Linked DNA regions of Zea mays: regions 2 and 3 are each linked to region 1. A link is a contact called in public Hi-C data. All regions are on one chromosome and are shown on one strand. The core of a region is the stretch at or near the end of the contact, and the rest is flanking DNA. Distances in the headings are between cores, read along the strand shown.

What was found. A called contact is a pair of places that touch in the nucleus more often than the background predicts.
Region 2: a Hi-C map of tassel shows a contact between it and region 1, with 2.2 times the contacts expected there. The contact joins the promoter of LOC100276014 here to the promoter of LOC103639593 in region 1. A contact is called at or near these places in 4 of 25 Hi-C or Micro-C datasets (ear, leaf and tassel).
Region 3: a Hi-C map of tassel shows a contact between it and region 1, with 2.6 times the contacts expected there. The contact joins the promoter of LOC100502213 here to the promoter of LOC103639593 in region 1. A contact is called at or near these places in 2 of 25 Hi-C or Micro-C datasets (ear and tassel).

Annotation. Positions count from the first base shown.
Region 1 is chr1:153,457,498-153,461,772 of Zm-B73-REFERENCE-NAM-5.0, forward strand. LOC103639593 (VAN3-binding protein) reads left to right here and starts at 1,496. Exons shown (of 7, transcript XM_008662325.4): 1 at 1,496-1,904; 2 at 2,430-2,540. The coding sequence starts at 1,605.
Region 2 is chr1:153,059,493-153,063,594 of Zm-B73-REFERENCE-NAM-5.0, forward strand. LOC100276014 reads right to left here and starts at 2,094. Exons shown (of 6, transcript XM_035964112.1): 1 at 1,827-2,094; 2 at 1,634-1,743; 3 at 739-815; 4 at 381-425; 5 at 189-286; 6 at 1-75. The coding sequence starts at 792. The coding sequence ends at 3. It also overlaps the pseudogene LOC103644966.
Region 3 is chr1:153,861,858-153,865,761 of Zm-B73-REFERENCE-NAM-5.0, forward strand. LOC100502213 reads left to right here and starts at 1,571. Exons shown (of 9, transcript NM_001363234.1): 1 at 1,571-1,828; 2 at 2,503-2,593; 3 at 2,710-3,833. The coding sequence starts at 1,667.

The sequences.
Region 1 (4,275 bases), core at 246-2,745:
CGCGAACAAATATTCAGTTTATTACTTCAAACATTAAAGGTTTAATTCATCCATTATTCAAGATTTACTTCAACATACAACAAGAACAAACACACAATCATTCAAGGTTTACTTCAATATACATGAGCAACAAATACTTGGCCACTCAAGGTTTACTTCAGTCGTCAGCAATTCAAGGTGATGAGTCAAGGATAGGAGACAGTCGTTGTGGTGGGCCAGTGCGTCGAAGAAGTTAATTCATAGCAACTCAATCCACATAATTTAGTCGTTTTGAGTTTGTCCTAAGTCAAACTATTTTTACTTTGACCAATAATATATTGTTGAGCACCATATCTGGCACCTGGCACGGATGGTTGGTGCCCTATGGCTCGAACGGTCCGTGCACCCGCGACCAGATTAGCACGGGCGAGAGTACTTATCACATGTGTGGTTATCCTAACCTATCCATGAGAATCTGTTGGATCTAGCCTAAGAATAGGTCTAGACCTCCTCCACTATAAATATAAAGGGGTACGACCGATTGAGAACTACCAAACACATTTCAATCGAACCAATTTACTTTATCTACCTTTCATTAACAAACATGCCCTAGGAGTAGGTGTAGCGTGTTCTAGTTGTAGCTTTCCGCATATCCACCTCCACCCATATTTGACTCTACATCGTCTAAATCCGTCGTGGGTGGCCTGCCGACCCCAAGATGATCCTAGTATCTTGCCATTTCACTCAAGATCTCTTCCTTGACTTGATTTTTTTAATTCTTAGACGACTCTACATCGTTTAGGGACGTCTCGGGTGACCTATCGACCTAGAGCACCTAAAGTTCTCTCTTCGGTAGACGAGATCTAAGTTCCTGTGAGGAGGAAGGCGACCCTGCACCATCACGGACCATCCAACCTAGAGTTGGATCGTCTGGAGCGATGTAGGAAAGGAGTCGAATTTTAATAGTGGCATTGAACCAAATTTTGGTTGTTCGAAATGGTAGACTTTGACAATTGTTATGATTATTGAGTTGATATTTGATAGCATCATTAAACAATGACCTATGCGTCCTCTATTGCAATCTATTGCAACGCACAAATATATACCTAATATATTATCTAAATTAATATTACCTTCACCTGTACACGGGTAATGCATATACTCCAGCGCGACCATCCATTCTTGTATCAGCATGGATAAGAGAATGATCATTGATCCTAATACAAAGCCCAACCAACAATGACTTCCCTTCGTTCCCAGCACCTTTATTTTAATTAATAGCCCAACAAACTTCCTAAAAACAGAGAGACGCTAAGCTGATCAACGACCCGGACTTTTGGATCATCCGCCCGTTCGTTCATCTGACATCACCCAACTCAAGTGTAATAAGCCAAGACAAGGACAAGTAAAGCTGGCCTAGTCGCCACTCGCGGTCTCACTCAAGTCTCAACAGACCACACTCACGGTCTCACACTCTCACTATAAAACGCACCCCCCGCTTCCCAAAAGCAACCTCCGCTCCCCCTCGCCACTCGCCACTCGCCACCACAGCCCCCGCGCGCTGTAAGCCCCACGCGCGACACGACCGCGCGCACGCGGAGCAAGCAACCGTCCAGGCTCCCACCATGACCGACGCGGGCGCCGCCAGGGCCAGGAGGCCGGGCGGCGGCGGCGACGGGGACCTCCCGCTCCGCCCGCCGGAGCCGCCGCGGGACCCGCTGGAGTTCCTGTCCCGCTCCTGGAGCGTGTCGTCGTCCGCGGCCGACGACGTCTCCCGTGCGCTCGCGCCCGCGCTGGCCTCCGGGGCCGCCATCGCCGAGGACGTCGCCGGGGAGCTCGACGCCGCCTCCGGGTCCTCCTTCTCCTTCGCGTCCGCCGCCACCTCGCAGCTCGTCTTGGACCGGATCATGGCGCCGACGTCGGTGGTACGTGCGTGTGCCTCCTTCGCCACTTTTTTCCTCATCCATTCTCATAATAATAAAAAACGGAGAAAAAAATCCGGTCTTTCTTACAAACAGAAAACAAATCCGAGTCAGCCAGGCTTCTCCTTAGATTTTTTTCCTGCCGATTTCCCGTCTTCTCCGTCTGTTCTTCATGCCGATTGCTATGCCGCCGCCGTCGCCGCCTCTGTTTAACCTAATCTAATCTATGCCACCATCAGATGCCTCTGACTCTGCCTCTACTCCTAGAGGAGTCAGAGTCAGGTGAGGACAACAAGAACCAGACAAAAAAAAAAAACTCGCCGTTTTTCCCTTTCTCCTCCTGCACCAAAAAAAAACAAAACCGACAAACGTGTGAAGTGTGATACTCATGTCCTACACTCCTACTCCTCCAGTGGCGCGCCGCGCGCTCGATCTTTGTTTTTTTTTTGGTTCCAGCAACGGCCGCGGCACTGAGTTTGAGGCTCACTGATTTGATTTCCTTGCTTGGCTTGGCTTGGCTGGACACAGGAGGTGGCGCCGCTGACCTCCGGCCGGCTCTCCCACAGCAGCGGGCCTCTCAACTGCGGCGGGTCGCTCTCCGACAGCCCGCCCGTCTCGCCGGAGATCGACGACACCAAGGTCTCCCTCTTCTAACATTCTCGGACGTTTAGAACCTGGATGGACGTGTTTCTTTCAGTTTAATCAGAACAAATTCTGCTTATTTTATTATTAATTAATTAATTAATTAATTAATTAATTAACTGCCGTGCGCTTTTTATTTGGTACTCCAATCTCTGCTCTAGCCTGGTCAGCTGGGCTTAGAAGATATGGTGCATGCCTGCATCTTTTCTTTTGTTTTAGTAATTTTTCTGAGATCGATGCTGCACATCAGTCTGCATGCCTGTACCTGTCTGTCTGACTGCTGCTTCCTGGCTTTCTCAACCACGCTGTCCGTAAGAGCTGCTCATCTGGCCGCTGCTCCCTCTGTTTGATGCTCTGTCAGCCTGCCTGCCTGCCTTAGTAAACATAGTAGTAGCAGTACTCGTTTGTTTGCTACTTGGGCTGTGCATTTGTGCAAGAACCTTGTCCTTGAGTCGAAGACAGGGTTAGTAAACTCAGGAAGGATCATTAGCATGGCATAGACTCCCTTAGCAAACTCAGAGAGCATATCCAGCCACGTCAACTATATAAATGTCCTATAATATTAAAATAAATATATATTTTATAGATTGAGAAAATCAACAAAATATTCTACTCTCCAACGATAAAGCTTCAAATCTAAACTATAGGGCAGCGCACTATGGTGAAGTATATTTAATGCACTTAAAAAAGTGCCCTATAATTTTTTAATCAAGTTTTATCAAATAAGTCATTGTGGAGTAATTTCTTTTTGTACTAGAGCACTCTATATTTTCAGTTTGAGCTATTGTTGAAGATGCTCTTATCAAACTCACTCTGTTAGTAAACACAACAAGGATCATCAGCACAACATAGACTCCCTTAGGTCTTGTTCGTTTGTGCCGGATTGGTGGATCGGAACGATTCGTAACCGGATTGCTTCTCTAATTTATATAAATTTTGATTAGCTAGAACGATTTCGGGTGCAATCCGATAGAAACGAACAAGATCTTAGTAAACTTAGCAAGGATCATCAGCATATTATAGTATCCTCACTCACACTAGGAAGCAGGAACATGGTCAAATGGATACGGTCGGTCAGCGTAGTAGTAAGTAGTAGCAGCAGCAGCATACTAGTCTGTGTGGCGGCGTGCATGTACTGGTGTGGTGGTCCTCTGCCTCACTCTGCTCTGCTGCTCGCTGCGCCCGTTGCAAACTGGAGAGAGCTAGCCAGGCCGCCGTGTCGTGTGGTCCGTGTATATGCAATACTGTAGTGGATGTGGTCCGTGTACCTGCAGCGGCAAGGCTGCTAGAGCTGCAGCCCTGTGCTGTTGCTCTGGTCCCGGTCCGTCTACTGCAGTCCTGCTCCCGCAAGCAACCACTGTAGCAGCAGCCAGCAGCATCAGCCCTCAATCTCCCTGCCTGGTACTGGCCACTGGGTGAACAAAAAAGCAAGAGGCTTGCAGTTTAGGGTGAACAAAAAAGCAAGAGGCTTGCAGCAGACACGGGCCTATGCATGCAGCTCTTGCCTCCTCCCTTTTGGCGCCTGTCATCAGATGAGCCATCTCCCTTTTCTCACCCCCCTAATCAAGTGTCGCTGCCCCAGCTTTCACAGTCTTAACCTAATCATGCAGCCTTTTGCACCGTGCCCCTGTCCTGCGCCCTCAACGCTGACGCCCGTTCTGCTTAACTTGTCCCCCTCCCCCCTCATGATTGCGCCATGTGTCGCTCGAATCCTGATCGCACGGACGGAGTT
Region 2 (4,102 bases), core at 844-3,343, 400 kb before region 1:
TTTTAACCTGAAAACTTGCGTCCTGTAATCTTCTCGGACTCATATAGAATATGATTGATAAGGCCCCTTGCAGCACTGCACAGCAGGAAACAATTTCATAAGGTATGCTCCAACCATGATAAATTACTGGAAGATAAGACGGTAAAATTGAAAACAAAAGTAAAAATTTACACAGGGCAGTCACTTACTCGTCCTTCATTTTCTGTATCTTCTCTGGATCAGTTTCATGCATGTTTTTCTTGAATTGTTGTCTCACCATGGCGACTAAAAGTTCTGTATTGTGTTTCTGGTTTACAAAAGGCTGGTTCAGTCTATTATTAAAAAAATCACAACTTCATGGTGGAGAGCAATGGTAAATTTTCAGATAAAAATATGCATACCTGATGGCCAATATACTTCGCCCTCCGTAAGCATTCACGATATAACTACATCATGAAAAAGGAGAGAACAATAAATGGAAAAAAAATGTTTTTTCTCCAGCATCGACTATGATTTTGTTTTGTTTCATTCATGACAATTTTTAATAAAAGTAACAAAAAACTAGGCTACAGGGTGCATATTAGATGTGTCTTCTGGAAAAGCTGAAGCTAGAATTTAGGGTAACTGATGCAAATGAATGAAGCCTGATGACTGACTATTCATTAACAGTACAACAGTACAAGTTGATTTGAAAGTTGGCCGTGACCCATAATACAAGGAGACCACAGCAAAAAGCAAAAGGTGCAAAAGAAACGTTACCCTGAGCACATTATCAGCAAGTTCTGGAGGCAATGCTTTCTGGAGTGAAGGCATCTCCTTTAATGTTGTGGTAATAACTGAAAAGGTATAAGAAATCGCTTTCATCAATAATATGCACATAGACAATAGATTAGAACAAGATACCAACATAATAATAAAATGTGGCCAGAAAACTTCAGTGCAATGATGTTTAAATTGCGCCAGTAAAGCGGTAAAAATACATGTTTTTTTTGCAGGAAGTGGTAAAACATATTACAAGAAGATGACAGGAAAGAATATAAAACTCACCAGTTGACGTACAAATAAAACTTATTTATCAACAAATTGAAAGAACTAGGCCCAAAATATGATAGTTCCAAGAGATAGCAGAGGACCCATCCAACCAACACATGGGCCTTCTGTGCCGCTCTATTGATGAATGCAAGTAAATTGCAACATCTCAACATCCATGAAGTCACCTAGGCCTCATCAAGTCAGGCAACTACTGAACCAAAAATAAGCAGCTAGCATGACTATTGAACAAAAAAAAGGAAAATCTCAAGTATGCAGGAGAGCTGTGCATCAAAAGCACAACAGAGTCCCCCCAACCCCCAACGCAGAACGGGACCTCGTTGGTCCGACCGGCTCGCCCAACTATGCAGCACGGATACGGCATTTTTCTAAACATTTCCGATATGTAGATACGTTTTATATTTTTTAAAATACATAATTAATAATAAATATTAAAATAAAATAAAAAAGCTGCAAGCAAATTTATCTTGCACATTAAGTCGCCTGTTGTCTCCAATCTACCAATCCCCATGTCCACATCTTCCAAATATCAACAGACAACAGTAGTCAGCAGATCAATACTTCAGCACGCAGCAAGAGGAAGCGAGGAAAGCAAGCTAGCTACCTACCGTCTCCGCCTGGCGCCTAGACGTGGCGGTGCGTGCCTGCGTAGGCTCCTTGCGGGGCGGCGACTCGTCGCCGGCGAGCGCTCCAGCTGTGGCTCCGGCGCGCTAGCTGCGGCCACGAGCACGATAAGGCGTCCGTCTACCTCCGGCAGCAACAGACTTGACCAGGCGATTGGATTCGGGGCGACGCACCCAAGCGATGGGATGGAGTGCAAGCCGCCGCCCGCTCCTCTGGCTCCAATAATGTGAAGGAGGCCAGCAGCCCAGGAGGGAGCGCCCGCGGGCCTCCGGGCGTCTAGGCAGCTGGCGACTCTGCGACCGGCGTAGTGGCGGCTGGAGCTAGAGGGAGGCGTAGTGGCGGCTGGAGATTGTGGGAGGACTGGCGACTCTACGTCGGGACGGAACGTGACCTGATGGGCCGCCTATTCGCTGTAGTAACTGGGCCGCGCAGATCCGCCTCTGAACGTGGACCTACGAGTATTATAATAGAACTAGGTAAATACCGTACGTTGCAACGAGAAAAAATAGTGCAATAATTACATATGTGACCATGTTATGTTGTTAATCAATATTATGGTGCCTCTAGAATTTTATAGAGACAATTAGTTGTAACCTTAAAGGTTGGGAATTGTTGATGTTCTTGATTCTAACTGCGCTCCATACTTGCTTGCCGGATTCATCTGTGGCTTGAATCTTGGATGTGAGGAGAAAATGACATGTTGATAGAAAGTCAATAACAAAGCAATGTCTTAAGGTACCAATGCCAATTAGCACAAGACGAAATGGTAAAATAGTCAGACAGTATGATTTTGATGAACACAGACAAATCAATAAAATTATCTCTAAAAAGATTGCGGGGCATTTCAACCACACAACTACACCATTTAATTAGATGAAGTCTTATAAATAATATGTACCTCTCGTCTTCGGGGTCGTGTGCAGGCATGGTGAGGGCCATGGCCGGAGCGAAGATTGGGGCGTGGTGCGACGGCATAGGCTTCTTCTTCGGGAATAGGGGCAAAGAAATATTGTAGACGTCACGTTTAATATATACAGTTGGAGCTTGGAGGATCTAAAAAGTACCTAACCTGAATATCTATAAAAGAAGCCTCATGATATTGATCTCAACTTTACTTACTGATATGATAACCAAGAGTAAGATAGGTGGTTGTAAAAAAGAGTGCAGCCAAGTCTTACTAAATTCTCCACAAAAAGTAGAAAGAAAATCCTATTAGGCTACCAAAGAGAAGGCTGGTACAAAAAAGACCGCAGTTGGCACAGAGAACCACTGAAGAAGAGTATAAACACCAACACAATCAACACAATGAAGTAATAGAAAAGATGACTAAAAGAGTAGAGAAGTCAAAAAAACATTGATTATAGTAACTACAGTATTCAAATTCATTACCATGGCTACTGAAGAAAAAGATGTATAAGACGATGGAGCTTGAGCTTCCATAACACCCAGAGTATCACCATGATAGGAACCATTTAGAACAAGTACCTAGAAAGGAATCATTAAGAATATATTAGAATGCACAAAATGAGCATTTACAGTTAATTACACAATATTTATATTAATTTGTCCCCTGTAAATACTAAATTACATATGAAATATAATAAATGAGATAAACACAGGGCTATGGTGATCAACCAAGGTTGATGGTGGTGAAGAATAAACATAAAACATTCTCTGACTATGAATTGTTTAGTAGTTCAGTCAATGATTAAGCAACGAAGACAAAGGATGTTTAGTATGGCCATAACATACCTTCAACTTAATGTTTCTTTCATTTCTTGTACTATTTTCACTACTGGCCATAATTCCATGATCAAGAGAAAATTTACGAAATGCAATCTTCAGAGCAATTTCAATTGTAGTGGATCCATTGTCTGAATAATAGACTCGAGAAGCCCAACATGAGAAAAAGGGCACACTTCCAAAAGATAATTATGCACCGTTGGTGTGTGTACTCTATCTGAGCACGATAGATGTGTTCATGTTTAAGATATCAATGTTAGGTATAAGTATTTTTTTCTGGTATCTTAAGCTGGCTAGATGCATGGGGATCTGAACAGCACAGACACTGAAGGTTTCTCTAGAGAACCAACTTGACTCCTCAAATAGTTAAACTACAGGGCTAATGAGAATTTGGTCGATCTAGTTTAATTTTACTTTTTTTTGCAATCATATAGGCAGCGATGTGTTCATCAATTCATTTTGATCCCACCGATGCTAGCTTTCATGGCGAATAAATAAATTAGGCTCAGTTACAAGTGTAGGTAGCAATATACAATTATCAAGTGACATTGCCAATATATGTAATGCCTGTAGTATTCCTATAGTAACCAACAAAGTATCAAAGAGCTAGCATCCTATTATTGGAAGGAGTGAAGAAATAAAGTAAAAGCAAAATAGAAAAGAAAGGTAGCTTTTAAAATACATAATAGAATTATGCAAATTAGTT
Region 3 (3,904 bases), core at 321-2,820, 400 kb after region 1:
TCCTGCGGGTTCCTCGGGCTCTTCGACCGGATCGTTCTCTATGCGAGCGCAAACATACATACATACATCCACATATTTAATACAAAAGAACAGTACACCATACAAGATAACAAATAAAGCGAATATGCATCAAGTATGACATTCGATAACGCATTTGTTATGGTTAGAAAGAAACGGGAAAGGTCTCGCAGGGGGGTTAAATCTTATGCACTAACGATCACTTACAAATGGTTCTTAACAAAAGAATTCTGTTACATATATTTATATATACTGATGGAAACCTAATCACTTTTAGTTGATCAACATTGCACAGGGTAAACAATTAACTACGTGAATCAATAGCATAACGGAATTTTAAATTAAACTTCCTATTTCCCATAGCATAAACAGTGATTAGCCTACTTAAAATACAGTAATTATGATCACAGAAAGTAAATAAAATAAAATAAAAAAAAATAAAAAAACAGAAGGGGGGGGGCGGTTGAACCGGCCCTAGGGCGGTTGAACCGGCCCTAGGCGGGGCGCGGGCGCGGGCGGCGCAGGGGGGCGGCCGAGCAGGGGGGCGGGGCGGCCGAGCCGCTGGGCGCAGGGGCGGCCGAACCGGCGGGCAGGGAGGCGGCGCAGGGGGCGGCCGAGCCGGGGGGCGGGGCGGCCGAACCGGCGGGCAGGGAGGCGGCCGAACCGGCCATGGGGAAAGGGGGGAGGGGATGGGGGAGGGAGGAGAGGGGGAGGGGGAAGCTCACCGGCGACGGGGACGGGGCGGCCGAGCGGGGCGGCCGAACGGCGACGGGGAGGGGCGGCGGCCTAGGCAGGGGCGGCGGCTAGGGCAGGGGGCGGGTAGGGGGCGGCGGCTTGGGTGGGGAGGGAGAAAATGAGGGGGGAGAGGGAGAGGGTTAGGGGATAAGGGAAAGAGGGGGAGGGGCGGCTGGGCCTACTAGGCCCAAGAGGGGGGCGCCAGGGGGCGGCTGGGCCGGCCGGGGTCGGCCCACGGCGCGGGAGAGAGAGAAAAAAAAAGGAGAGAGAAAGAGAGAGAGAAAAGAGAAAGAAAAGAGAAAGAAAACATTTTCGAAATCCGATCTTTCTACATGAATGCATTTGCACTTTCAAAGCAATCAAAAGAAATGCAAGGTTCGGCATGGTGCATCAAACAACATAAAGTATTTAGGGTTTTTATACATACGGGAATTCCAAACCGAATCCCGCTAGAACTTTGGAAAAGGTCAAGGTTTAGCGAGGGAAAAAGAAAAAGAAAAGGTAACGCCCGAATTTTGGCGAGTAAAGAAAAGAAAAAAAATTCAACTGCAAAAATTCGGGGCGTTACACGTGCTGTGTTCGTGTCATATTAAAATAGTCGTGTTTCGTGCTGGCCCATATAGCCCGGCCCGTTTGGCAACCTATAGCGTGAGCCCCGAAAATCCGACGGCCCCGCAGACAAAAAACGTGGGAATTGGAATCCCTCTCGCGCCCACGGGGCCACGCCGCCGCCCTCTCTGGCTCTCTCCATACTTGCGGGCCCCACCGGTCAGGATCTCGGCGCCTACGACAAAAAAAAAATCGTAGCTGCTTTCCCCTACCCTTTCCGTTCTCGGAGGACGAGGGCGCGACGGCACGCGGCGAAAACGACGCGGCCGCGTCGCCAAAACCGTCGCCTCGCTTCCTCCCTCCCATGACGGGCTCGAAACCCGCGCCCGCCGCCTCGCAGAACCCTAGCGCGGTCCCGCATCGTCGTCCTCCTCCTCCTCCTCCTCCTCCTCCTCCGCCGCCGGTGACAGCGGTTGCGAGGGTGCGCGAAGAAGGCGAGCTCTCCTCCGGCGCCGACGACGACGAGGTGAGCTCTCGCGCCTTCTCGACCCGCGCTCGCTCGCTCGTCCCCGGATCTAGCTGCTTCAGCTCTATCGCGTCCGCTCTACAGTTGCTTGCCGTTGACGCTTTTGACTCGTCCCGCGGCTAGGGTACCGAACTTGGATTGGCGGTGCTGGATGCTTCCTTGCTTAGGTGTTCTGATGAAGCGTGCTTGATTTGTAGCTTGGCGAATTGTTGGGGGATGGACGCGCTGTTGTGGCACTGGCTGTGGCTCTAAGACCTGGCAGCGACCGGAAGAGGGCTTCCAGTATGGGAATGGGATTGGATGCATGCTTAGAAGCTCGTTGTTCGGTGTTTAGGAGTTAGGACTATGACAACCATCTAGGGCTTAAATGCGATCTGATTCTGCTGTTATGGTTGAGCTGCCTTGAAGTTGTAGTTGCCAAGTCGGTGTTGTTGGTTTGGGTACTGTACGGTGTACATGACTGGCGCTTTAAGTGCTGTGAGATTCTGATTGATCTATTTATGCACTGCATTTATCGATTTCTCATATTTAGCATGTACATACATGATTGCATATCTGTCACCCTTTTGTGTTATGTACCTATGTATGAACATACCAATGCATTTATTGCCGATACGTGAGCTTAGATTTGCAACATTTGTCGCTTATCATACTCATTAAATTGCTTCGAACAGACTCTGCAAACTCAGCTAGGTGCCGCATCCATTCTTGGGAAGTTTGTGGAGGCTGGATCTCAAGTGCCATCGGCAAGTCTCCTCGGTAAAGGTGATTAGCGATCCTGTGTTTCATGTTTTATGCCAGTTTCCTTCCATGTATTGATGGCCTGCTTCTTTACTGATCTGGCTGCGTTACCTGATACCTCTTATTCTCTGACTTAATAGGCAGTAACACCTTGATTGTCTCAAATGCTCTGAATCATAAAGCGTCTGCTCCAAGTTACAAGAAGATCATGAGGGTGAATCAGGGGCAATTCAAACCTGGCACTAACCGGAATCTTTCATGGCAGAAGCCTGTGTCAAGTGATAACCTTCTGATAACTTTCTCAGATGATGATAGTGGGGCAGACTCTGGGAAGACAGGGCGAGATAAAGTTAGGAAGGCTAGCTCTCAAGGTACACAGAGAACAGGGAACAGTATGCAAACTAGGATCATGAGAGAGGAAGTATCTCAGCAGAAAAACCTTGGTTCAAAAGTAGGTCCTGCACACTTGCCTGCTTTTCCATTCACACATAGAAATGTTGGGGCCGGCAGGGCATCAGGTAATACCTTTTTCAGGAAAGAGCTGCCTGTCCGCCAAGTTAATCCTCTAAAGTCTAAACAGAAAGTTCAAAATGGGGTAGGAGTACATTCTGAAGATCATAGGTTAGAAATCTTGCGCCATAAGATAGCTGCTAAAGAAAATGAACTAAAAGGTCAAAAAAGACCTTTGTCCGCTGTTGCTACAAAGAATGCAGATTTTTCTTCCAATCAGCCAAGGCTGCCATCTGAAAAGATAAGGCTTGAAGCTTCCAGCATTGGTGAATATTCACGCTTTAATAGTCTGTCTGAACATAGTGGAGGACCAAATAAAAGGTTGAAGCTCAATCAGCAGTACAACCAATTTTGTAGTGACCTGACACCATTGGCACCTATTGGTTCTATATCAGGAAAAACCAATGTGCAATCTTCAGAAGTGACAAATCGGTCTGAAAATGGAATTACTATGAACCTTAATGTTAATGAAACAGATACAACAGACACAACAGAACTTGCAGATCAAATACAACAAGGTGGGGCAACTAAGAGCCTACGTCACCACAAAGATTCAGGAGGTGCTGAGAACCATGTTATGCTTGAGTCACATGATGGGCTTGCAGCACAACCACCATTTACTGACACACAAACTATACCAGAAGATACAAGTGCGTTGGCCCCTGTGACGTCAGCCCAAGCTAGGCAACAGGTACTGGCTGTTGGTACTTCACCTGTGTTAGACGGAACACCACAATTGCAACCTGGAAAGGAGGTTAGTTCTGCACTTTTGTGATGCTCTACTTATTTTTCTTGTTTATTAGTAATACATCTAATTAGTCAATG